Linked DNA regions of Mus musculus: all the other regions are linked to region 4. Evidence: chromatin contacts called from public HiChIP or PLAC-seq data. All regions are on one chromosome and are shown on one strand. Each heading gives the region's core, a stretch centred on a gene start, on an enhancer-like site or on the middle of the called end of the contact. The rest is flanking DNA. Distances are from core to core; before and after follow the strand shown. Region 1 overlaps Gm28722 (a long non-coding RNA gene). Region 2 has its middle 20 kb from the start of Gm35141. Region 3 overlaps Gm35141 (a long non-coding RNA gene). Region 4 holds the start of Ackr3 (atypical chemokine receptor 3). Region 5 overlaps Gm41917 (a long non-coding RNA gene).

The links. HiChIP or PLAC-seq counts read pairs in DNA pulled down with a chosen protein or histone mark.
Region 1: an H3K4me3 HiChIP or PLAC-seq map of neural tube shows a contact between it and region 4, with 5 times the contacts expected there. The contact joins the enhancer-like site here to the promoter of Ackr3 in region 4. A contact is called at or near these places in 8 of 39 promoter capture datasets (3T3-L1-derived adipocytes, cranial neural crest, embryonic stem cells and 5 more), 2 of 15 datasets of contacts at CTCF or cohesin (both in the NIH/3T3 cell line), 14 of 484 Hi-C or Micro-C datasets (cortical neurons, embryonic fibroblasts, embryonic stem cells and 8 more), 24 of 115 datasets of contacts at active chromatin or transcription factors (astrocytes, craniofacial prominence, differentiating embryonic stem cells and 13 more) and 2 of 9 other capture datasets (adipose tissue and embryonic stem cells).
Region 2: a contact with region 4 is called in an H3K27ac HiChIP or PLAC-seq map of embryonic stem cells, with 7 read pairs. The contact joins the enhancer-like site here to the promoter of Ackr3 in region 4. A contact is called at or near these places in 5 of 39 promoter capture datasets (the 3T3-L1 cell line, 3T3-L1-derived adipocytes, cranial neural crest and 2 more), 1 of 15 datasets of contacts at CTCF or cohesin (the NIH/3T3 cell line), 4 of 484 Hi-C or Micro-C datasets (embryonic stem cells and uterus) and 20 of 115 datasets of contacts at active chromatin or transcription factors (the NIH/3T3 cell line, craniofacial prominence, embryonic basal ganglia and 11 more).
Region 3: an H3K27ac HiChIP or PLAC-seq map of differentiating embryonic stem cells shows a contact between it and region 4, with 5 times the contacts expected there. The contact joins the enhancer-like site here to the promoter of Ackr3 in region 4. A contact is called at or near these places in 10 of 39 promoter capture datasets (the 3T3-L1 cell line, the SN4741 cell line, cranial neural crest and 7 more), 2 of 15 datasets of contacts at CTCF or cohesin (both in the NIH/3T3 cell line), 3 of 484 Hi-C or Micro-C datasets (cerebellar granule neurons and embryonic stem cells), 21 of 115 datasets of contacts at active chromatin or transcription factors (SST interneurons, craniofacial prominence, differentiating embryonic stem cells and 12 more) and 1 of 9 other capture datasets (embryonic stem cells).
Region 5: a contact with region 4 is called in an H3K4me3 HiChIP or PLAC-seq map of embryonic basal ganglia, with 4 times the contacts expected there. The contact joins the enhancer-like site here to the promoter of Ackr3 in region 4. A contact is called at or near these places in 5 of 39 promoter capture datasets (the HPC-7 cell line, cranial neural crest, frontonasal cranial neural crest and 2 more), 2 of 15 datasets of contacts at CTCF or cohesin (both in the NIH/3T3 cell line), 5 of 484 Hi-C or Micro-C datasets (cerebellar granule neurons, embryonic stem cells and stem cell-derived neural stem cells), 21 of 115 datasets of contacts at active chromatin or transcription factors (VIP interneurons, craniofacial prominence, differentiating embryonic stem cells and 13 more) and 2 of 9 other capture datasets (adipose tissue and embryonic stem cells).

Annotation. Positions count from the first base shown.
Region 1 is chr1:90,472,672-90,476,863 of GRCm38.p6, forward strand. All of the region lies in intron 1 of Gm28722 (a long non-coding RNA gene), which reads right to left. Among named protein-coding and RNA genes, the nearest start is that of Gm28722, 29 kb to the right of the region's middle. Within about 2 kb of position 2,605, at least 24 of the 459 cell types and tissues checked have an H3K27ac peak or open chromatin away from gene starts, as enhancers often do. A contact at or near this core is called in cortical neurons, embryonic basal ganglia, embryonic forebrain and 5 more, where this site is marked.
Region 2 is chr1:90,526,110-90,530,317 of GRCm38.p6, forward strand. No RefSeq gene overlaps it. Among named protein-coding and RNA genes, the nearest start is that of Gm35141, 20 kb to the right of the region's middle. Within about 2 kb of position 2,287, at least 4 of the 459 cell types and tissues checked have an H3K27ac peak or open chromatin away from gene starts, as enhancers often do. A contact at or near this core is called in embryonic stem cells, where this site is marked.
Region 3 is chr1:90,542,948-90,546,801 of GRCm38.p6, forward strand. It overlaps Gm35141 (a long non-coding RNA gene), which reads right to left. Exons shown (of 3, transcript XR_001779152.1): 2 at 2,370-2,495. Among named protein-coding and RNA genes, the nearest start is that of Gm35141, 2.9 kb to the right of the region's middle. Within about 2 kb of position 2,029, at least 12 of the 459 cell types and tissues checked have an H3K27ac peak or open chromatin away from gene starts, as enhancers often do. A contact at or near this core is called in differentiating embryonic stem cells and stem cell-derived epiblast-like cells, where this site is marked.
Region 4 is chr1:90,202,427-90,206,803 of GRCm38.p6, forward strand. It overlaps Ackr3 (atypical chemokine receptor 3), which reads left to right and starts at 1,554. Exons shown (of 2, transcript NM_007722.4): 1 at 1,554-1,661.
Region 5 is chr1:90,559,266-90,563,297 of GRCm38.p6, forward strand. All of the region lies in intron 2 of Gm41917 (a long non-coding RNA gene), which reads right to left. Among named protein-coding and RNA genes, the nearest start is that of Gm35141, 14 kb to the left of the region's middle. Within about 2 kb of position 1,861, at least 10 of the 459 cell types and tissues checked have an H3K27ac peak or open chromatin away from gene starts, as enhancers often do. A contact at or near this core is called in embryonic basal ganglia, neural progenitor cells and stem cell-derived neural progenitor cells, where this site is marked.

The sequences.
Region 1 (4,192 bases), core at 1,355-3,854, 270 kb after region 4:
CCCACAGGCCAGGCTTCACATCTATCTCAGCAGCAGAGGCCAGAACCATCATGTCTGTGGGCTCAGAGCCTGCAGGGTCCAGAGTCCTAAGATGTAGAGAAACGTGGGAGAGAAGGAAGAGGGATGCCCCAGGCCACCAGGCACATCCCCTCTTGGTGGCCCGACTCTGGGGTCTTCTTGCCACGCGGCATAACTGTGGTTGATATTTCTTTATTTTACAGAAAAATGGAATTGGGGCATTTTTGGTCCATTCCAAGAATGGCTGCCTCTTTCTGCTTCCCAGCTACCTGGATGTACCAAAGGTGATCTTGCTGCCTTAGATTGTCATTGGAATTTGAGGCAAAATGCTCCAGGGTGGGAAGATGAAGGGGTAGCATGTTTCTCTTTTTTATGGATTGAGAACAGGTCATAAGTCTGCGGCCTGGGAACAAGGCTCTATGCTCCATTCCTATTTGCATTCCTAGGAAAGGGCCAGGACTCCTACTGGGTGGTGGGTACATTTAAGAGACTGGGGTCTCAGAATTGGACCCTCCTTCTTGGCTAAGGCTTCCAGCTCCATGGGAGCACAAGGCAGAGAGCCACGGGACCACACACAGATGGATTGGATATCACAGGCTGTTTTCTCGATGGGGGTGGGTGATGTGTAAGCCCAGGAGCATGGGGCGGGTGATAAGAACAGAGCTCAATTCTCTGCAGCGCGGTGGGTAAACCAGTGTAGGGAGGTTCAGATGTATTTGAAGGAAATGAAAACAGGCTGTTTCTGTTGGGCCCTGAGGTCCGGAGCCATCAGGTGATAAAGGATACCAGGCAGTTGTAAGATGGGTTCCCCATCCTGGCCAACCCGGGGCCTTGGGTGAGTCTCATGGCAACAGTTTGAAGGGTGAATGAATGTTCATGGAATTCTCTGAGACCTGAAACCTGGGCTGTCTGGGAAGGAGCCCATCCTCTGTGACCCTGTGGTTAGGAGCAGCAGCTGAGGCTGTTAGAACAGGCATGACAGAGCAAAAGGCCAGTCTGGTCCAAGCATTTCCCTAGAAGTGGGAGCCAGGTTAAACCCTCCTTATTCCCTGAGCACAGGGAGCAAGGAGGCAGGTCCGCTGCCTTCCCTGTCTAGGAGAGAGAATACACATCAGAGACTCAAGCTAAAAAGCCAATGTGGAGAGGAGGGCTGGAAAGATGGCTCTTGCAGAGGGCCCAAAGCACACATTCTGCTCGAGGGTCTTCGCCAGGATGAAGATCAACAGAAAAATTCCAGAGGCTACTTTACTATCATGAACGTTGTCTGCCCTCCCCACAAACGTTCCCAATCCGTTTTTTTCTGCAGAGGCCTGAGATTGCTACTTACATGGCCCATTTGTTTTTCAGCACCCACTTGGGGAGGCTCACAACCACCTTTGAGTCCAGTTTTGGGAGATCCAACGCCCTCTTCTGTCTTTCAGGAGCACTGCACTCATGTATACATACCCGGGCACACATACACATAATTAAGAGTGAAATACATAGCAAAATATCCCAAAAGAGACTCTCTTTTCTTCTACTCATTTTTCTTCATAGGCATTTTTAGGTGGAAGGCAGGTCTGGAGATTCTTGTACTCAGCTGTGATAGATTTCCTCGGGTCAAGGATGCATATGTTCCTTGGATTCAAACTCTAACCTCTACTGTTTCTGAAGAAAAAGACATCAGAAAAAAGAAGGATCCTCTGAGAATTTGAAATTTATCATTTGTCTGTATGTCCTTCCAGACCAAGGACTATTTTTCACTATATCTTTCTGTGTCCGAGAGAGGTCAGCCACGAGGTGGTCCCAGGATCAGTACAGAGTCCCCAAGGGCTTCCAAAGTGATTCTAGACCCCGAGGACGCCAGTCCCGTGATTGTGATTGCTGTCAGTTCCCTGATATGTTTGTCACTGTGAGCAAACCTAGCCCCAGCTGCCCTGGCGGCATTGCCCAGCCCTGAGTCTCTCCACCTTGGAGAAAGAGATGGGGCTTAGGGTGTGATCCTCAGGCTGTGGCCAATGACTGTTGTATCTCATGAGTGGAATTCTAAAACCCCCTCAGAGGGAAAAAGTGTTAGAGTCTGAAGAAACCACCAGTGCTTAGACTTACATGGCCCATTAGATATGGCATCCCTCCTGTAAGCCACTGGGGGGTTTCCTGGAAACATCCAGTTCTTGGGAACTCTGGCGGGCGAGTTTATTGTGTTTGCAAAGCTGATATAAATGAATGAGTAGCAATCTCAGGCCTCTGCAGAAAAATGGATTGGGAACGTTTGTGGTTGTGGGGAGGGCAGATGACGTTCATGATAGCAAAGAAGCCTCTGGAATTTTTCTGTTGATCTTCATCCTGGCGAAGACCCTCGAACAGAATGTGTGCTTTGCACTTTAAAACCGAATTGGTTTGTGTGTCTGGAGAGAGGAAAGGCAGCTTTCAGGGAAGGAATAATTCCCACTGTCTCTCAGGCCTAAGGGACAAAGGAAGGCCATTTGCAATTTGAACAGAAACTCTGAAAGGATGTCTTTTAGACTCTGTGATTTGAGGGGCTCCTACACTCTCAGGCTGCCCCTCCATTTGCATTTTAACTGGCTTTTTTCTTTTTTCTTTTGGCAAGGCCATTGTGGACAGGAAAGCCTCTGCCCTTGTACACAGTGCCCATGCAGCTGGCCTCCCAGTCCCATTGTGGGCAGGTGCTCCTGGGGGGACATCGGTCCTCTCAGGGCTCTCGTTTCAGTTGTTCTTGGTGTGTCCACATCCTCCTCTCCTTTGAAAGAACTGCACGTTAGTTAGATCATGAAATAGGAAGCAGAACGCCCCACCATTCCCTGACCTAACTGAAGATTTATGTGGAAGTGAAATCAGGCATATCCATTTTGCAGGCATCTCCCATAGAGAGCAAACTAAGGCACAAGAAAGCTTTGACCAACCCTATAGGTCAGGCCCTGCAAACACCACCTAGTGAGGCATCCCTGATCCAAGGAGGGATTCTCCACAACAGTCTCCGTGATGCTGAATCAGGGGCCGGCCCACACCGTTCCATTTGCACAGACCTGGAGGAAGAAGGCTCAGCAGCATGCAGGCTCTCACCACAGAGGGATCCCACCTCACCGACAGAAGGCATGCTAAGAAACGATCCACACATATGAGGAGACATGATGAGTGTGGGCCACAGTGGAGGGCAGCCTTCAGTCCTAGTGCTGGGGGAACAGCCAGGAACAGAAGGATTCCGGGGGCTCACTGACCAGCCTGACCGAGTCAGCAAGCTCCAGCCCAATGAGAGACCCTGTCTCCAAACCCAAAGTGGATGGCACCTAAGGAAAGACACTGAAGGTTGACCTCTGGCCTTGATACCCTGCACACACTCAACCTGAGCATACACACATACACATATAATCACATATACACATATTCACATGTATCCACATGCATGCACACACATGCATAGGCACATGCACACACACATATAATATGCACACAATATACACACAAGTATACATACATAGACACATAGATGCATTTGCACATAGACACATAGACACATATATAATATATAAATATATGCACAATAGACACATACATATTGACACACATGAACATACATACTCATATACTTGTGTATACACACATACATATATAGACATGTACAAACTTAGAAACACACATATACATACATATACATGGATAGACACATTATGTAACACATGCATCAACATATTTGAACACACACACATGGACTCAGACACAGACATGCACACATACATGTAGGCACACACACATACACACACCAGCAACCCCACACACAGAAGCAATAGCTAGAGCTTAGAAAAGAGGCAGGAAGAGACTGCATGTCCTTTCAGTACCACCCTGAAACTGTCAAACAATCTGACAAGGTCATCTAAGGCCCATGTGAAGTGCTAAGAGAATTTTTTAAACTTGATTTAATAGAAGCAGTGTGGGGTCAGACCATGTAGATGAGTGATAAGTCGCAAAGCATTTCTGTCCGGTAGAAACGCTAATCAAGCACACATGTTACTAATTAACTGATTAGCTTTTGGTCCCAGGCCATTGCTAACTTTGTTTCTAGCTGTCTGAGCCCGGCATTCTTTCCCCCACTGATCACACACTCCCCTCTTGTTTGAACTGACCTCCATTCTAGCTCCCTGCGAACAGGCTGAGCACATCTTCCAAACACACACGC
Region 2 (4,208 bases), core at 1,037-3,536, 320 kb after region 4:
TGGGTGGATGGGTAAATTAATAAATAATGGTTGGGTAGGGGGCTGGAGAGATGGCTCAGCAGTTAAGAGCACTGACTGCTCTTCCAAAGGTCCTGTGTTCAATTCCCAGCAGCCACATGGTGGCTCACAACCATCTGTAATAGGATCTGATGCTCTTCTGGTGTGTCTAAAAGCACCTACAGTGTACTCATATAACTATAATAATCAATTTTTTGAAAGATAATGGTTGGGTAGATTTAATAGACTAAGGGATGGAAGGGTGGGTGAGTGATAGGTAGATCAGTCCCCTCCTCCTACATATAGAAAGCATGGTTGGCTTCAGGAGTGCCTAACTCAAGAGCATTGGGACCACCAAAGGAGACTGTGATTCGGTCGGTTTGGATTGGAGCCCAGGAATCTCAGTGTAATAAGCTCCCCGGGGTTTATTTTGTACAGGGAAGATTGAGTCAAGGGACGTCAGAAAGGTCTGTAAAAGCCTTTCTATCAGCCCGAGCAGCTGGAAGAACGCTCCACCTCATGCAAAGTAAACACTCAGGAGAGCATTCTCTAGGAACAAGGATTGAGAAAGATGGCCGCCAGAAACACACCAGAAGGTCCTTTGGGCTTCTTCCCAGTGTCGCTACCATGGTCTGAATCCTCCCTGTAGAAGAGATTAGCAGAGCATGCACCTTCCCTCCTCCTCCGTCCACAGTGGAGCTCGCTGGCTTTCTTGCCTCCTGGTTGGGGACAGATGAGAGGCTAGAGCAGCCCAGACTCTGCCCAGGCGATCAAACTTCCTGTCCGTCACAGGTTAGAATTATCAGGCATCACACTTGACCTTTACCTGGTTGCTTTCGGGGTCTTACATGATTTTGCAGCACCCCTTCAGGAGTCAGCTGCCTGTTTCTTTAAATGATGCTGGCTCTCCTTCACAGCCTGTGGTGTGTAACTGTCCCCTAGCACCGCCACACAGCTTTGTACACACAAATATCTAGCTGTTTTCAACACTGGGTCCTATAATGAATGGGGATTCATGCAGGGTCTGCATGCAAAAAAGACTGAGGGCTGGGGGTGGTATAGAGAAGAAAAAGAGAGGAAACTCCTTAAATCAACACAACCAAGATAGATAGAGTTGAATACAAAGTCCTGGACTTGTATGTCTGAGAGGTCACAGGCCAAGTAGGAAAATACTACTGTTGTTTTATTGAATTAAAAAGTTGTCAGAACACTTTCGCAGTATTTATATTTTTACCCATAGATTAGCGCTGTTCTCAACCTTAGTCAGGGATGCATCTTTTTCCAGTGGGCAAGACTTTTTTTTGCAGAGACTCATATTTGGTCCAAGTGGTAAGGATGAGTTGTCTTGAGTGTTTCATCTCTAAGCGGGACACATATCACCCCCTCCAAGGCTGGGGAATACAGAGGAAGAGGGGCAGAGAGCAGCTAAGAGCCAGAGGGGGAGGAGGGGGAGAGGGAGGAGGAAAGGGGAGGTGGGGAGGGGAAGAGGGGAAGAGCTGTGTGAGCTATTTTCTCAGGATACAACATGGCCACTGCACTTATGAACTCACAGCTGTGGTTACTGTTGTGCAAGCCCAACAGCACCCAAGATGCCAGAATGGCTTACCACAAGTCCTGATCCCTGCCTGAGGAACTATTGGTGACAGGTGACCACTGAAGGACACAGAATAATTTTTCTTCAGTGGTGTAGCACACTAGGAAGATGCCCACCCTGGAAAAAGCCATGGGAAAATGAAATGTGAGCTAGGGTGAGACTCCAATGTCAGTGTGCTTGGATGGCGCACAGGAGGCCTTGAGCTCCATGTCCCTCACCCAGTGACATTTACGGGCTCTGGGTCTTGTATGCATGCAGAAGGTTCTGAAGTTCAAGGGTCATGCTCAGTTGTATAATGAGTTCAAAGCCAGTCTGGGCTGCATTAAAACAAATCAAAACAATCCGCAAACAAAATGGGTTGCATTGAAAGGATATGGGGTCACGTGATGGGGATTTTATCTGATGTTTCCTGTGTGAAAGTTATAAGGACAAATGGGTGCTCAGATCATAAAACGCTGATGTCTTTGTTTGAAAGGACTGGTGTAAGTCCTTGGTTCTTTCCATTCATAGGTAAATTCTTGAACCACCTCCAGAGAATGTCACCTACCCAAGAGTCAAGGCAGTGTGACCTTCCCAGCGAGGTCTCCTTTCCTCCAGGAAACCCTTATCCAGCAGACTTTCAGAGGATTGTAGCTGAACAAGATGGTTGGATTCCTTCTTTCTGGCTGGCTTCTCTGTCCTGCAGGGACATGCTTCCTCCAGCAAACTCCTTTGCCAAGACCATGCCCACATTTTAAATACTTTGGAAGGAGATACAAGTTCACGCTTGCTTTTATATAGCCCGAGGTTTCGTCGTTTAACAGAAGTACTTAACATTTATGTTATTGTATTAGCTGATATTAGGGGGTCTTCATTTCGGCTCAGTTGTGATTTCTGTTTACATTTTCCTTGTGTTTCTGGCTTAGTCCCCTTCCTTGGCTGGAGTACAGGAGCCTCACTTGCTGTCTTTTCAGTGGTATGGCTTAAGAGCCCACACGCCCATCGCCAACATTCCTAAGAGCTGCCCCTTACTCTCCCCCAACCCCCCCCCACTACCACTCCTCCATCCCCCCACTCCCCACCCCGCAGACAAAATGTGCACTGGAGCACACAGAATGGAAAACAACCACCAGAGCTGGTTAGTGCATTTTCTTTAGCTCTACCCCCTTTCCAAAATCTCCTTGAAGTGGGAGGTGGGGTGGGCTAGGGGGTGGGGTGGGGGTGGAGAGGGGTGGGGGATGGGAGGGATTTGCAGCGCAGGTGCTTGACATTTTCTCTTCAGCATCTTATTCATGCATTGAATTTTCAGTTTGCTGCCTCCCACGTCTTTTTTTTTTATTAGATATTTTCTTTATATACATTTCAAATGCTATGCCGAAAGTTCCCCATACCCTCCCCCTGCCCTGATCCATTATCCACCCACTCCCACTTCTTGGCCCTGGCATTCCCCTGTACTGGGGCATATAAAGTTTGCAATACCAATGGGCCTCTCTTACCAATGATGGCCGACTAGGCCATCTTCTGATACAAATGCAGCTAGAGACACGAGCTCCAGGGGGGTACTGGTTAGTTCATATTGTTGTTCCACCTATAGGGTTGCAGACCGCTTCAGCTCTTTGGGTGCTTTCTCTAGCTCCTCCATTGGGGACCCTGTGTTCCATCTTATAGATGACTGTGAGCATCCACTTCTGTGTTTGCCAGGCACACGTCTTAATCTTTGCTCAGTTCAGCGAATATCATCACTGCTTGTAGGGAAAAGGGGCCTTCTAGTCCTGAGACCATCCCGTGTCCCTAGGAAGGATGTGACTTGGAAGATGTTGAAGACCAGGATGGCCTGTTTCCTGTCACTGGACAGCCAAGACTGGTGCTTCTTGCAGCAAAGGCCTGTTTTGTTGGTTTGTGCTTGCTGGCTTCTTGTGTCACTGGACTTCTGACACTTTCACAATGGTGTGTCTTTCTCTGTGTTTCTCCATGTGATGTCCAACATGGAGTCATTCCCGTCTGGCCTTTTGATTATAAGACTGAATTAGCACTCAGAAGAGAATCTCATGTTAACTGCTCCCCTTTCAAAAATGAGGGAGCATTGAGATAGGCCGAGAGCAAGGTTCACATGCACATGGACCAGAGTTCAATCTCCAGAATCCAAGTAAAAAGTCCAGGTGTGGTTGTGGTGATTTGAATACACTTGGCCCGGGGAGTGGCATTATTTGGAGGTGTGGCCTTGGAATAAGAGTAGCCTTTTTGGAGGAAGCATGTCACTGTGGGTGTGGGCTTTAAGACCCTTGTCCTACCTGCCTAGAAGCCAGTTCTGTTTTCCTTCTGAAAAAGATATTGAACTCTCAGCTCCTCCTGCACAATGCTTGCCTGGACGCTGCCATGCTCCTGGCTTGATGATAATGGACTGAACCTCTGAACCTGTAAGCCAGCCCCAATTAAAGGGCCTTGTAAGGGTTGCCTTGGTCATGGTGCCTGTTCACAGCAATAAAACCCTAACATAGACAGTGGTAGTCTATGCCCGTAGTTTCAATGCTGGGAAGGTGAGACAGGCAGATCCCTGGAGCTCAATGACAACCCAGTCTCACCTACTTGGTAAGCTCCAGGACAGTAAGGGCATAATCTCAAAAGACAAAGTGGACAC
Region 3 (3,854 bases), core at 779-3,278, 340 kb after region 4:
GTGGATTCTGAAAAGTCCCTCAACAGGTACCTGCTATCTGGAAAGATGGGAATCAGGCTCAGCTCATGGCTGAAGGCCCCAGGAACAGAGAGATAATTAGACAAGTAGCACTCATTATGAAACTGGGACCTGGGAACCAGTTAGTCCCATGAAAGGCATTATAGGAAGAGCTGCATGTGCTGGAATCTGAGGTCAGGAGAAGCTGGACTTCTAATGTTCAAGATTCTAATGTGTGCCCATTCCTGTGTTTCTCCATTCTATCCAGACCCCATGGGACAGAACTCTCCTTAGAGGTCAAGGGTAGAGTTTCCCATATTCATTTGCTGATTAAAATGCCAATTGCTCACAAACACTCCCAGAATTCTTTGCCAGCTCCCTCAACATAGCCATCTAGGTTTGGAACTGACCATGGTAGTCAAGACCCCACTCACTGCTGTTTGAATATGAAGCCCTGCTACTTCGCCTCACTGAATATAATTTAATTTTTCAGGATGAGGACCAAACTGCAATCTTTGTCTGCTCTCTTTCCCAGTTTGCATATACGCCTATTGTGATGCTTAGAGTTGTCAACTTGATAGAATTTATAGTCACCCTGGAGGTGGACTTCTGGATAAAATTGTGGAGGATTAATTGATTTGTGAAGATCTGCCCTCTGTGGAGTACACTATTCCCTGGCTGGGATTCTGAACTATACAGAGAAAGCACTAGCATGCATACGTTAGCTCTCTTGAGATGGCAGAGGTCAGGTGACCAGCTGCTCCAAGCTCCTGCTGCCTCAACCACCCACCGTGACAGACTGTACTTCGAACCGTGAGCTAAAATAAATTCTTTCTTCCTTAATTGGGTTTGTCTGAGGCTTTTATTACAGTCTCGAGTGGGGGGGGGGATTAAAAAAGACACTATCATCTAGAATTTGGCTCAAGATCGCCTATTATATAAATAATTTAGTGTGATTTCTGTTTCAGGTGAGAGGAAAAAGTGTCAGAAAGGTCCCGCCGCTCCCTTGATCCGCCCCCTTGATCCACCGCTCCCTTGATATTGTGTTGCAAACTCTGTCAGCGAGAACTTGATACTTACTGATCCCAAGCTCCTCCCATGGCATAACCCTGCAGATAGGATGATGGCAGCACCCAGACCTCCACCCTTCCTGCAACCTGAGGTTCACCCAGCTCCAACACAGCTGTCAGCCCAGGCAGGGGACACCGTGGGGCAGTCAAGACCCTCTCATTCTGCATTCTACTGGCTACTATGTAAAGGCAGCTGTGTCCACAACTGCTCTTCTGACAGAGACGGTGGGAGAATGAGCTCATTTTCTTTGTCTCCTCAAACCCCTCTAGCCTTTCATTTCATCTTCTAAAGGAGAGTTTCTACCTCAGAGGAGACCATTAAAGACCCCGTTGCTCCCAGGGTCAGCAGCTGGCGAAAGGCCTGCCTTTGTGGGTCCCGTACTCAGACTCCTGTTAGAAGCAGAGTCCACCCTTGCTCCCGAGGCACCGAGGATGTGATTAATGGGCTGCCACCCTGATAGATGGTAAACATAATGGAGCTTGAAGGAAATTAATGGTATTTTGAATCTTTAATAATGGTACATAACTATCTAAAAGAGACATCTCCATCACAATGTGACTCTTCTAAAAGCCGGTGGCGCTTTGCTGACAATGGAGGGGATGCTTTGGGTGTGTGTGGGGGGGGGGGGGGTTAAGGGTTGGAAGGAAACGTGGCAAATAAAAATGATTACATTTGTCGGGATGGGGAGACCGTGGGCATGGCTTTTTAGTTGTGTTTCCTTAAATATTGTCAGGGCAGTTTGTGTGCAAGGAATTCTTTTTTTTTTTTTTTTAATGAAATACAAAATTGAATTTCGATCTCTTTAAAATGTCCACATGTTTTTCACAGGAATGTAAAGATTGGGTTAATTTATGCCCTTTCCCCTACCTCCAGCAACAAAGGAGCCCCTATTCCACCCCGCAAGTGTAAGCTACATGCAGGGCCATTGTTATTGAGGTGCTGTCTGTTAAGAGTTTGGGAAAATGCACAGTCACCCCAGGAGGAAGGGTCAGAGGGTAGGAGGAGAGTGAGTTCAGGGACAATGTCTCATTGTGGTACCCAGAGTTGAGCGAAATCTTGTACAACTTCAGAAAAATTCTAAGCAGCATTTGTAAGGCAGACGCTGAGTTAGAGGCTGCAGCAGACAGGCATGGTGACAAGCTCAGAGTGAGGACTCTCTGAGGCTCCTCTGAGGCTTTCCCACGTGGCAGCATTTGTAGTCTAGAAAGGCATCCTGACCTGTGGCAAATGTCCACTGAGTTCCCCCCCCCCCCTTCCCCACATCCTCAAGTGTTCTGCCACCAATTACATGGGACTCTTACTTGAAATTATCAGCAGACGTCCTGTGACACATGGCAACTGGCCTCACGAGGGGTCTCTACTTTCCATGGTGAGCCTCTTCCCGGTGCCTCGAGTTGGATGCTTGAGCTCTGAAATCTCAGAAGCTTCTATGGAGGAATTTCAGAATCAAACCAGAGACTTCCCGGTACTGAGTTCCCAAATTGTTCCCATGTCAGAAGATAATGATGTCACTATCTGATATACTAATAGCTTCTTGAGAGGAATTGAGAGCACACGTCACGGTAAGAGGCTTACCTCTGAAATTGTCTGCAAGTCAAGGCTTTGGGGGCCTGTTTGTTCCCTTCTGACCTCTATTCATTTGAGAAAGGTGGGATTTTATTTTATTTTATTTTATTTTATTTTATTTTATTTCATTTTGAGATAGGATCTCATGTAACCCAGGCTGCCCTTGAACTCACAATGTAGCAGGGGATATCTTTGAACTTCTGAATTTCCTGTTGCAATTACAGGCTTATGCTACTGTGTCTTGGTTAATACAGACCTGGGAATGAAGCTCAGGATATCCTATGTGCTAAACAAACATCTTCCCAACAGAGCCCTCACCTAAGAAATTTTTATGTGACCCAAGCAGATGACTATACAAAGCAAACATTTGCTGGTAATTCGTTATACATAAATTTAAATTTAAAGTAATTATTTGGTACACATACAAATGTGCATACTGTTGAAATGGGTGTGCTTACTTGCCATTACATACAGAACTAAATGCCAACTGAATCTGAGGGACTGCGTAACACAGAGAATCATCAACATTTTTCAGAGTTGGCCATAGGTTTGATTTTATAATTGTGAATACTAAAAGCATAACTACATAGTACAGTATGACAGAAGTATGTCTGAGCCTTGTCAGAAGTTGCTAGAAATTCTGGCTTAACCTCATGTCAAAACTCATTGATCAATTCCTCATGAACCCTAAAGCAGCAACGCAAACAGTAGTGCTCAAAATCAAATATTCTAACCAATGGTTCACAACCTTCCTAATGCTGCTGTGAGACCCTGACTTAAGAGTGTTTCTACCTGGAAGGTAAGGCCCCTGGACGTTCCCCAAGGTGTTTTCCCTGATCTCTAAAAATGCAGCCAGAAAGAAGCTCTTTGTTTTCTATAGCCAGCAAAACACCTTTTTGTTTCTGTGCCTTACAGCCAGAGATGCGATAATTGTAGGAAGACCTACAAGGACATGGAGATAGACGCTGGAGAGGAGGCTGCAGCTCACCCCCCCACCCCCACCACCCCCCACTCCCCCACCCCCCCACCCCCACCCCCCCCACCCCACCCACCCCCAGAAAAGAGCTGTAGCCAACTCTCCTCCCAACTCTTCCCAACTCCTCCCAACTCTCCTCCCAACTCCTCCCAATTCCTCAGCTAGCTGTTAAAAGTCCCCTACTGTCACCACTCCGGTCGAACTCCCCTGCCCTGCACAGTGGAGGGACTTCGTCCTCAGCTAG
Region 4 (4,377 bases), core at 304-2,803:
CTTCAGTGAATGAAAGCTAGAAGGCCTGGGGTAGTACGGCCCAGCTGGGTCCGGAGGCCCCAGACCCTTTTCTGACCCTGAGGCCTCAGAGGTCCCTGCCTGATGCTATAGGACACTCCCTGTTCTTACAGACCCTCCCTGTTGACTCAGACCTCCCTCCCCTTGGGGCCACAGACCAGTCTTTGTGGCTGTAGGACCGCCCACCTCTAGCTAGACCCAGATCCACCCTTGAGACCACAGACCACATCTCCGGGCCACAGACTCCGCCCACAGGCCTCAGGGCCTCTCCCTTGCATTGAGGTCACAGACTCCCCAGGAGGCCGTATGACCCCCCACCAGATCTCACACTACTCCTTGCAGACACACACCCCTCCCACAGCCCGGAAAGCAGGTGTGCTCCTCAGGAGCTCACTGAGCAGGATCTGCCCCGCCAGGAGTAAAGTGCAAGGCTGTTTAAACAAACCACTTCTTTTGTTAAGGTTTTTCCCTAGACCGAAGCTCTCTAGCCTACGTGAGACTCTGATCCCCAAGTTCTCGGGTTCCTGTGTTCAGCAGTCACTCTCCGGAGACTTAGAAAATAGACTCGGCAAGTGTTGGTGAAGGCAGATTTTGCGTACAGCCCGCGCCTCAACTGTGGGTGCTGTAACTGCCTTTCAGAGGCCCAGGGGGGCATGAGAGCAGAGTGACCACCAGCCCTTTGGAGGGTGGGGGGCACTTGGGGAGGCGTTACAGTGGCGCGGCTTTAAAAGTAAAGATTGGGTCATTTTGTGCTTGAGTTTTACTAAATGGGGAATTGCAAGAGACACATTTAAAAAACAAAACAGGGAATCTTAGCAATGTGCATCGCGATTAGAATGTAGATTTTGATAAAGATGAGGACTGCGATAAAAGTTGGCTAAGCTCACAATGACGACTCTACCTCACCTGCGACAAGGCCTTTTCAGTGACTGGCACTGCTCGACTCCGTGGAACACGGTCTTAATAGGGCCTTAAGGACTTTGTGTAAGAGTTCCAGCAGAATCTGGATCCAACCTAAAGGCACTTTCCCTCACTTCTGGGTGATGGCGGTACAGGGTCGATTAATCGTCCCCTTTCCAAAATGTGACTTCTGTCCAGGAGGCATCGACAAAGAAAGAGCAAGCTTGACAAACCAACATCGAAGTTCAGAAGTTCAGAGTAATTTGTCTTGGGAACAAAGTCTTCCCTGAAGCTACAGGCATTCAAAGGAACTCCCGGTGCTCATGGGATTATTAAAAGCTATACCTGAGACTGGATCAATATTCTATCATTTTGGAACGTCCTAGGACTTCTTTTGGTTTTTCTTCTGCTGACATTTCCCCCAATAGGATCTAGCCTTTGCAAAGGGAGGGATCTGAGGGCTCCCAAGAATGTGTTTGTGCAGGAAACAACAACCTAGAGAGGGTTACAGGAGGGCGTGTGCGCCTGTACAAGCCTGCATGCCTGCGCGCTGTGGTGGGAGAGGAGGGGCGGGAGGAGAGCCGAGGGTTGCAAAACTGCCACCTAGAGGCACTTTCCCGCAGTGTATATAAAAGGCAAGTCCGGAGCCCTGAGAGATCTCAGTTGCTACAAACTGCTCAGCACTGAAGGAGCCTGCAGCGCTCACCGTCAGGAAGGCAAACCACAGCCCAGGAAGCCCTGAGGTAAGTAAGAAAGCCTTGCTTCTGCGACAGCTTTGCCGAGCAACTACGGCAAGGGGCAGGACTCCTGTTCTTACGAGAACTGGGCTTTTTCTGAGAACTCTTGGATCCCTGAGCTGGGGGCTTTAGAGCCTGCAGGTCCGGATTGGAAAGCTCAAAGCACGCTGCATGCCTGCATTGCAAGCTACTGCTCCTGATTTGGGGGATCTGAGTTCAGTCATTTGTGGAGGGAAACCTCTGTGTATGTTTGTTTGCTACTGGACTCTGATTTGTTTCTGTGAGTACTTAAGTTCCAGGAAGCAGGGAAACTTTGCAGAGAATGTGGGATGCCCCATTGAGGTTGCCCAAAGCCAGCTTAGGGGTGAGCTTGGCATCACTGTTTGCCCACTCCTACTTCTGGTTATCAGATTGGCTGTAAAAACCACAAGCGCACTTCCAGAAAGGCATGTGATATGCCCAGAGGCATCCTTCAGCGGACCAGACAACTGGGCTGAGCATTCTGAGTCTAGGATGAGTTTAAACTCCGTGCTCTGGGGGGTGGGGATGGATTAATTCACAGCTCCTGAATTCTGGAAGTTGTAAATTGAATGTTAGCTCCTCTTCATCTTATCTCTTCATGGCACCCCTGCTAATCTAATTTTGAGTATTTATTGTTCTCCTAGAAAGTGTTGTCCAACTTCAATTGGGACAAAAAAAAAAAAAAGCAGACACTAAGAAATCTAGTATTTGAATTTAAATCTACTCTCCAAGTGAACTGTGAGTGTTGCTGACTTTTGTTAGGGTGCATAAAGGTTCACTGGGTGGCTGGGAGTGAGGGAGACTCTGAGGTCAGGGGATCCTGGTCAGCCAAGACTCCTGGCTGCTAGCTACTAGGAAAATGAGGCACTGTGAAAGGCAGACTGGCTGTCTCTTCCCCTTTCTCTCTCTGTCTCTCCATTCATTTGCTCACAAACAGATTAATTAATTGTTTCGATGTGAGGTAGGATCAAGCATCTTTTTAAAGGTGTCTTGGGTTAGTGGCATCCCTGAGACCCCAGTCTGTGCTGTGGCCAGTATGGAAACTTTGTTTTTCTTTGAAGGAGCAGATGCTGGCTTTGTGGTCTTTATTTAGTTCAGGAGAATGTGGAGCTCAATGGATAGGACCAGAAAGGAGGGATGGGGGTGGTTCTGTTTTTTTGTGCCTGGCTCGTTGCAGATTGTAAATGGATAAAGCCCCCAAGTCCCCGTCTTTCTCCCATCTGAATAGAAGCCTGCCCCAAATGAAATGAAAACCCTGTTTCGATCGGGAGCTGTGCACAGGCTCCAGCTTGGAAACATTTTGCTCTAATTTCCCCCAGTCTGAGCGGTGAACACTTTGTGCTGCTCTCTGCTGAGCTCAGCTGCTGCCTCCAGGAGGCAGCAGGGGCTGGAAGGATCTGTCTGGGAGCAGAGGTGTAAAAGCTGGGGAAGTCCGACTGCTTGCTAGCTGCCTGTTGGGTTCCTCCAGTTTGTTTTTAAAGGGGCATGCACAGTGCAATCACACACATATATTTTAAAGTTCCAGAAAGCTACACGGCTGCATGCTTGTGCTTAACTGAGTCAGGGCTTTGGAGGGGAGTTTATCCAGTATTATTAGCAAACCCTTAGGGAGCTAAGAAAGTATTATGATTTCTAATCAGACCCAGAGCTGGCCAAGGGTAGGCTTTCTAAATGGGATAAAAAAAATGGAAGAAGAAGAAGAAAGAAAGACCATGAAACACCCTGGTTAGTCAGAACAGTGGCTTTTTGTGTGAGGATTTGAGGCAGAGTGCTCTAATTTTCAAATCTACACAGGGAAGTTGGTTGCAGTTACTCAGAGCTGAGTCTGAAGGGCCACTCCTTTATAAACTTTTAGAGTCACGGAGGAGGGGGAAAGGGCCCCAACAACTTTAGAACTTTTACTTTTCTGAGATCTTGTAGCAAACAGAATGGAATTTGGGCCCCCAAAGGCATTTGTACTTTTCAGCTAAGCAACCAGGGATTCTTAAGGACAATCAGGTATTAAAATGTTTCTTGTCGCCTGTTAGGCTGGGTGCATGCCTGTGATTCCAGAACTCCAGAGGCTGAGGCAGGAAGATTGCTATGAGTTTGAGACCAGCTTGGGTTATGTTGCCTACACATTATGTCTCAGAATAAAATAAACAATAAACAAACATAAAGTCTGGTAATTGAAATCTATGTGCTTAGATAAAATTGATAGACAAGTAGTAATGACTGTTTTCAAACTCCCCAGGCACTGGGGCACCTCTCTGCTGTTACAATGGAAGCAAACAGCCTAAAGAAAGAAGCAAGTGGGACCAGGTGTCGGGCAAGGATATTTTCTGCAGGGATTAGCCTTCTGATGCCTTCCTTGTTAAAAATCCACTCACTTAGAATTGTTTGAAGAGAGATGGTTAGCCTACACTCCCTCAAACTTCACTTTAAAAAAAAAAATTGTTTCTTATAAACACATCCCAGAGACTGTAGAATTTTATGGTGACAATTTTGCAGAGAACAAGGAGGTTGGCTGTGGGCAGTGTTTTGTTCTCCCAGCCCACGGCTGGGAGATATGGAGACTGTCTCAGGTGGCCTTGAGCCACTCCAGGTGGAGCCCTGGGCAGCTTGGGAAAGCTGCGTTTGAAGGCTGTGTCTGCTAAATAGCTGGCGTCTTTTTCTGTCATCTCTGCCAGCCTGAAGGTTGGTATATAAGAAGAGCCTAAGC
Region 5 (4,032 bases), core at 611-3,110, 360 kb after region 4:
TCAAATGAGGGGGGAGGACCATAAAGGAGATAGGCAGTGTCCAACACCAAACAAAGCCAGAAAGGTGTATGTGGGGGGAAGGGAAAGGCAGGGAGTTTAGGGGATAGTAATAGGCTGATGGGAAGGTAGCTGGGATGAGAAATCCAGTATCCTATCACCATTAGATGAAACCCAGACACTGGGCAGAAGAGCTCAAATATTTGGCTGAAGGAAAGCATCACTTTCTATGCCCACAGGAAGATGGGAGAGTAGATAGTAGAGAGATAGTAGAGAACCCTGCTATTTATTAGGATGTACTGTAGGAGAGGGCATCCAGGAGCAAGGTGGGGAAAAATCAGCGAGCCATGTGTAGGAATCTCGAGCCTCATTAACAGTGGAGAGTGAGGAAAGGGTACACTCCCTGATCATGAGTCAAGCAACAAGAGCTTGAGGGCACAACATTTAAGATGCAGTTTCTAATCAAAGGGCTGACAGTACTGTAGCCCTAGAGTGGGAACATGCTCTGCTCTGAGCCCACATTCAGTCCTGACCCCAGGCTGGCCCATGAGGTGTCAGAAAAGAGAGACTACTGGAGGAGTTGACTGCACCCAACCATGTGACTTCAAGACTTGTCTTCACTTACAAGGAAAAATGGTGCCTCGCTGGGCAGGTATGCACCTTGGAGAGGAAGGCTACTTAAAAGGCAGAGGCCAGCATTGGAGAAAGCATCTGAGTCCACCTCATGGCTAGGGGATGGCATAAAGGAAGACCATAAAGCATGCTACAGACCTCTCTGTACTGGCTGGTTTTGTGTCAACTTGACACAAGCTGGAGTTATCACAGAGAAAGGAGCTTCAGTTGAGGAGAGGCCTCCATGAGATCCAGCTGTAAGGCATTTTCTCAATTAGTGATCAAGAGGGGAAAGGCCCCTTGTGGGTGGGACCATCCCTGGGCTGGTAGTCTTGGGTTCTATAAGAGAGCAGGCTGAACAAGCCAGGGGAAGCAAGCCAGTAAGGAACATCCCTCCATGGCTTCTGCATCAGCTCCTGCTTCCTGACCTGCTTGAGTTTCAGTCCTGAATTCCTTAAGTGATGAACAGCAATTTGGAAATACAAGCTGAATAAACCCTTTCCTCCCCAACTTGTTTATTGGTCATGATGTTTGTGCAGGGATAGAAACCCTGACTAAGACACTCTCTACCTTACATATCCCTGTCTGACCTTACTGTGATCACAGAAGGCCCTTTATGGAGGGAAAGTTGAAGACCCACAGAGGTGCACTAGTCATGCCCAAAGCCACATCACTGCTTTCAGAAGATCCAGGAAAGACAGACAGGTCTCCACCTGGACCAACAGGAGTTAGATGAGCCCCAGCCTGGAGAGCATTAGGGTCGCTTTTTATGGCACATGAAATCTCTAGGTTGGTTCCCTTACCATTCTCAATGTTTCTTTCCCTTATGGCCCTTCCAGAAAGGGTTGTTGATGTTCCTCACATCATTTGGAGTTTTCTCACCTCTACATGTCTTCCAACTCCCCCATTATCAAAGGAAGGTTTTCCTCCAAAGATTGCCAGAAAGGATGCTTTGCAAACAGATTTGAGCTTCCTCGCTGTCCTGGGAATGTGCTCAGCCCGGGATATGGAGGTCCCTGAAGCGTGGGCTCTTTGTTTTTCTGAGATGGTTGCTACCTTCATTACTGTCTGCACAGGGCATTTTGACAAGGTTAGGCTCCAGCACACTGCTTTGTGGATCTTTTCTACTTAGATTCTTTCAGAGACTTATTACATGTCAGCTCAGGGCCACGAAGCTGGGACTGTGGGACAAAGAGGCACGTGGGTAATTTAACTTTTTGGTATTCAAACAAGAACACAAAAGTCCCCAGGGAAGCAGCTGGGGCTGAACCCGTGCCAGACACTAATTGTCTCCCTGGCAGTGGCAAGCAGCCCCATGCAGATAAACAGGCCCAGAGCCTTCAGGGACACAGACCCCCTTAAAAACATCGATATGGAATCTCCCAGGAAAACGCACATATATGGGAACTTTGAAATGTAATTTCTGAATACTAAGAACTCCCTGTACTTTGCATAACAAGCCCCAACTTAGGGTTCTATTGCTGTGAAGAGACACTGTGACCAGGGCAACTCTTATAAGGACAACATTTAACTGGGGCTGGCTTACATTTTCAGAGGTCCAGACCATTATCATCATGGCAGGAAGCATGGCAGCATCCAGGCAGGCATGGGGTTGAAAGAGCCAAGAGTTCTACATCTTAGTTGGAAGGCAGCCAGGAGACTTTGTCACAATGGCCAGACTTGAGCATGTATAAAAGACCTCAGAGTCCCACCTCCTCAGTGACATACTTCCTCTAACAAGGCTTCTCCAATAAGGCCACACCTTCTAATAGTGCCACTTCCCATGGGCCAAGCATATTCAAACCACCACAAGCCCTTAAAGGTTATTACTTGTAAACAAATTCAAGAGTGTGGAAGGAAAGTAGGGCTTTGGGGTTTGACTCAGTTGGTAAGTGCTTGGCTGTGAAAGCCAGAGGATCTATGCTTGGATCCTGAGAATCCACAGAAAAAGCCGGGCATCAGAGCTGTGCTAGCTAGATTCATGTCAACTGGACACAAGCTAGAGTCAAGGGAAATTCAATTAATAAAATTCTTTATACCCTCAGTGAGGTGTAGTTACCAGGTCTCATCAAAAAGCCCTCTCTTTACAGCAAATGCAGACCATCACAGAAAACCACACTTGGACAGTGCAGGGATCATGGATTGTTGGGAACACAATATCAATGGACATGTTAATACAGAAGCAGGAAAATTTCACAAATTCCCATCTCTAGACAAAGAACTATTGGCAGCCAATGACAACAGAGAAGACAAATAGCTTCTCCCAGAGACGAGATCCCTTATTGGTTGTTCAATGCAGTGTTCAGGATTGAAACCATGTACATGCCACTAGCAAAAACAAACTCAGCAGGACATGTGTGTGTATTTGCACACACATATATACATGTGTGCACATATATAACATATAATAAAAGAAAAGAGGCTATCAACTTAAGAGTGGGGGCCTGGGAGGGGATCAGGGGAGAATAGCAGGGAGGAGCTGGAGGAAGAAAGGGAAGAGGTCATTGATGTTATGCTATCTCAACTAAAATATGTTTTAAAAAGTCAAAGTTGGAAGAAGGTGAGTAAGTAGGGGTGTATCTTGGAGGATTAGAAGGAGTAGGGGGTGAGTATGACCCGAGTACAATGTATACGTGTATAAAATTCCTAATGAGTTAATTAAAATATTATACCAAAAACAAATTAAAGAAAATGAAATCTGAAGAGAAGAGAAATAGAAAATGTCTCCTCCAGACTGGCCCATGGGCAAGCCTATAGGCACTTCCTGTATTGATGATTGGTGTGGGAGGGCACAGACCACTGTGCTTGGTGACAGCCCTGGGCAGGTGTTCCTGAGGTACATATGAAAGCCTACTGAGCTAGCCAAGGAAGAGCAAACCAATAAGCACCATTCCCTCAAGGTATTGACCAGTCCCTGCATTGAGTTCCCTCAGGGATGGACAGGGTTGGGATGTGTGAGCCAAATAAACCCTTTCCTCTTCAAGTTGATTTTGGTTATAATGTTTATCCCAGCAACAGAAAGGTAACCAAAGCAACAGTGTAGCCTGGAATCCTGGAACTGTTGAAGTAGAGACAAGAGGATGATTCCTTGAGGCTTAGTTGCAAACTCAGTTTCATTGCATTGATGAGCTACAGGGGTCAGTGAGAGACCCCGTCTCCAAAAAAAAAAAAAAAAAAAAAAAAAAAGTGTAGAGTGATTGAGTAAGACACCTGGTGTTGATCTCTAACTTACACATGCACACACGCACACACACAGAGACACAGAGAGACAGACACAGAGATGGTGAGAAACAGAAACGGGGGAGACAGAAACAGTAAGAGAGGGTTAAACTCTCCCCTTGCAACTGACCCAGCATCAACTGCCTTCTCTTGGAGCCCATCCCTGCCTCCTGCAAAGAAGATTTTGACAGCAGCCTGAACCTC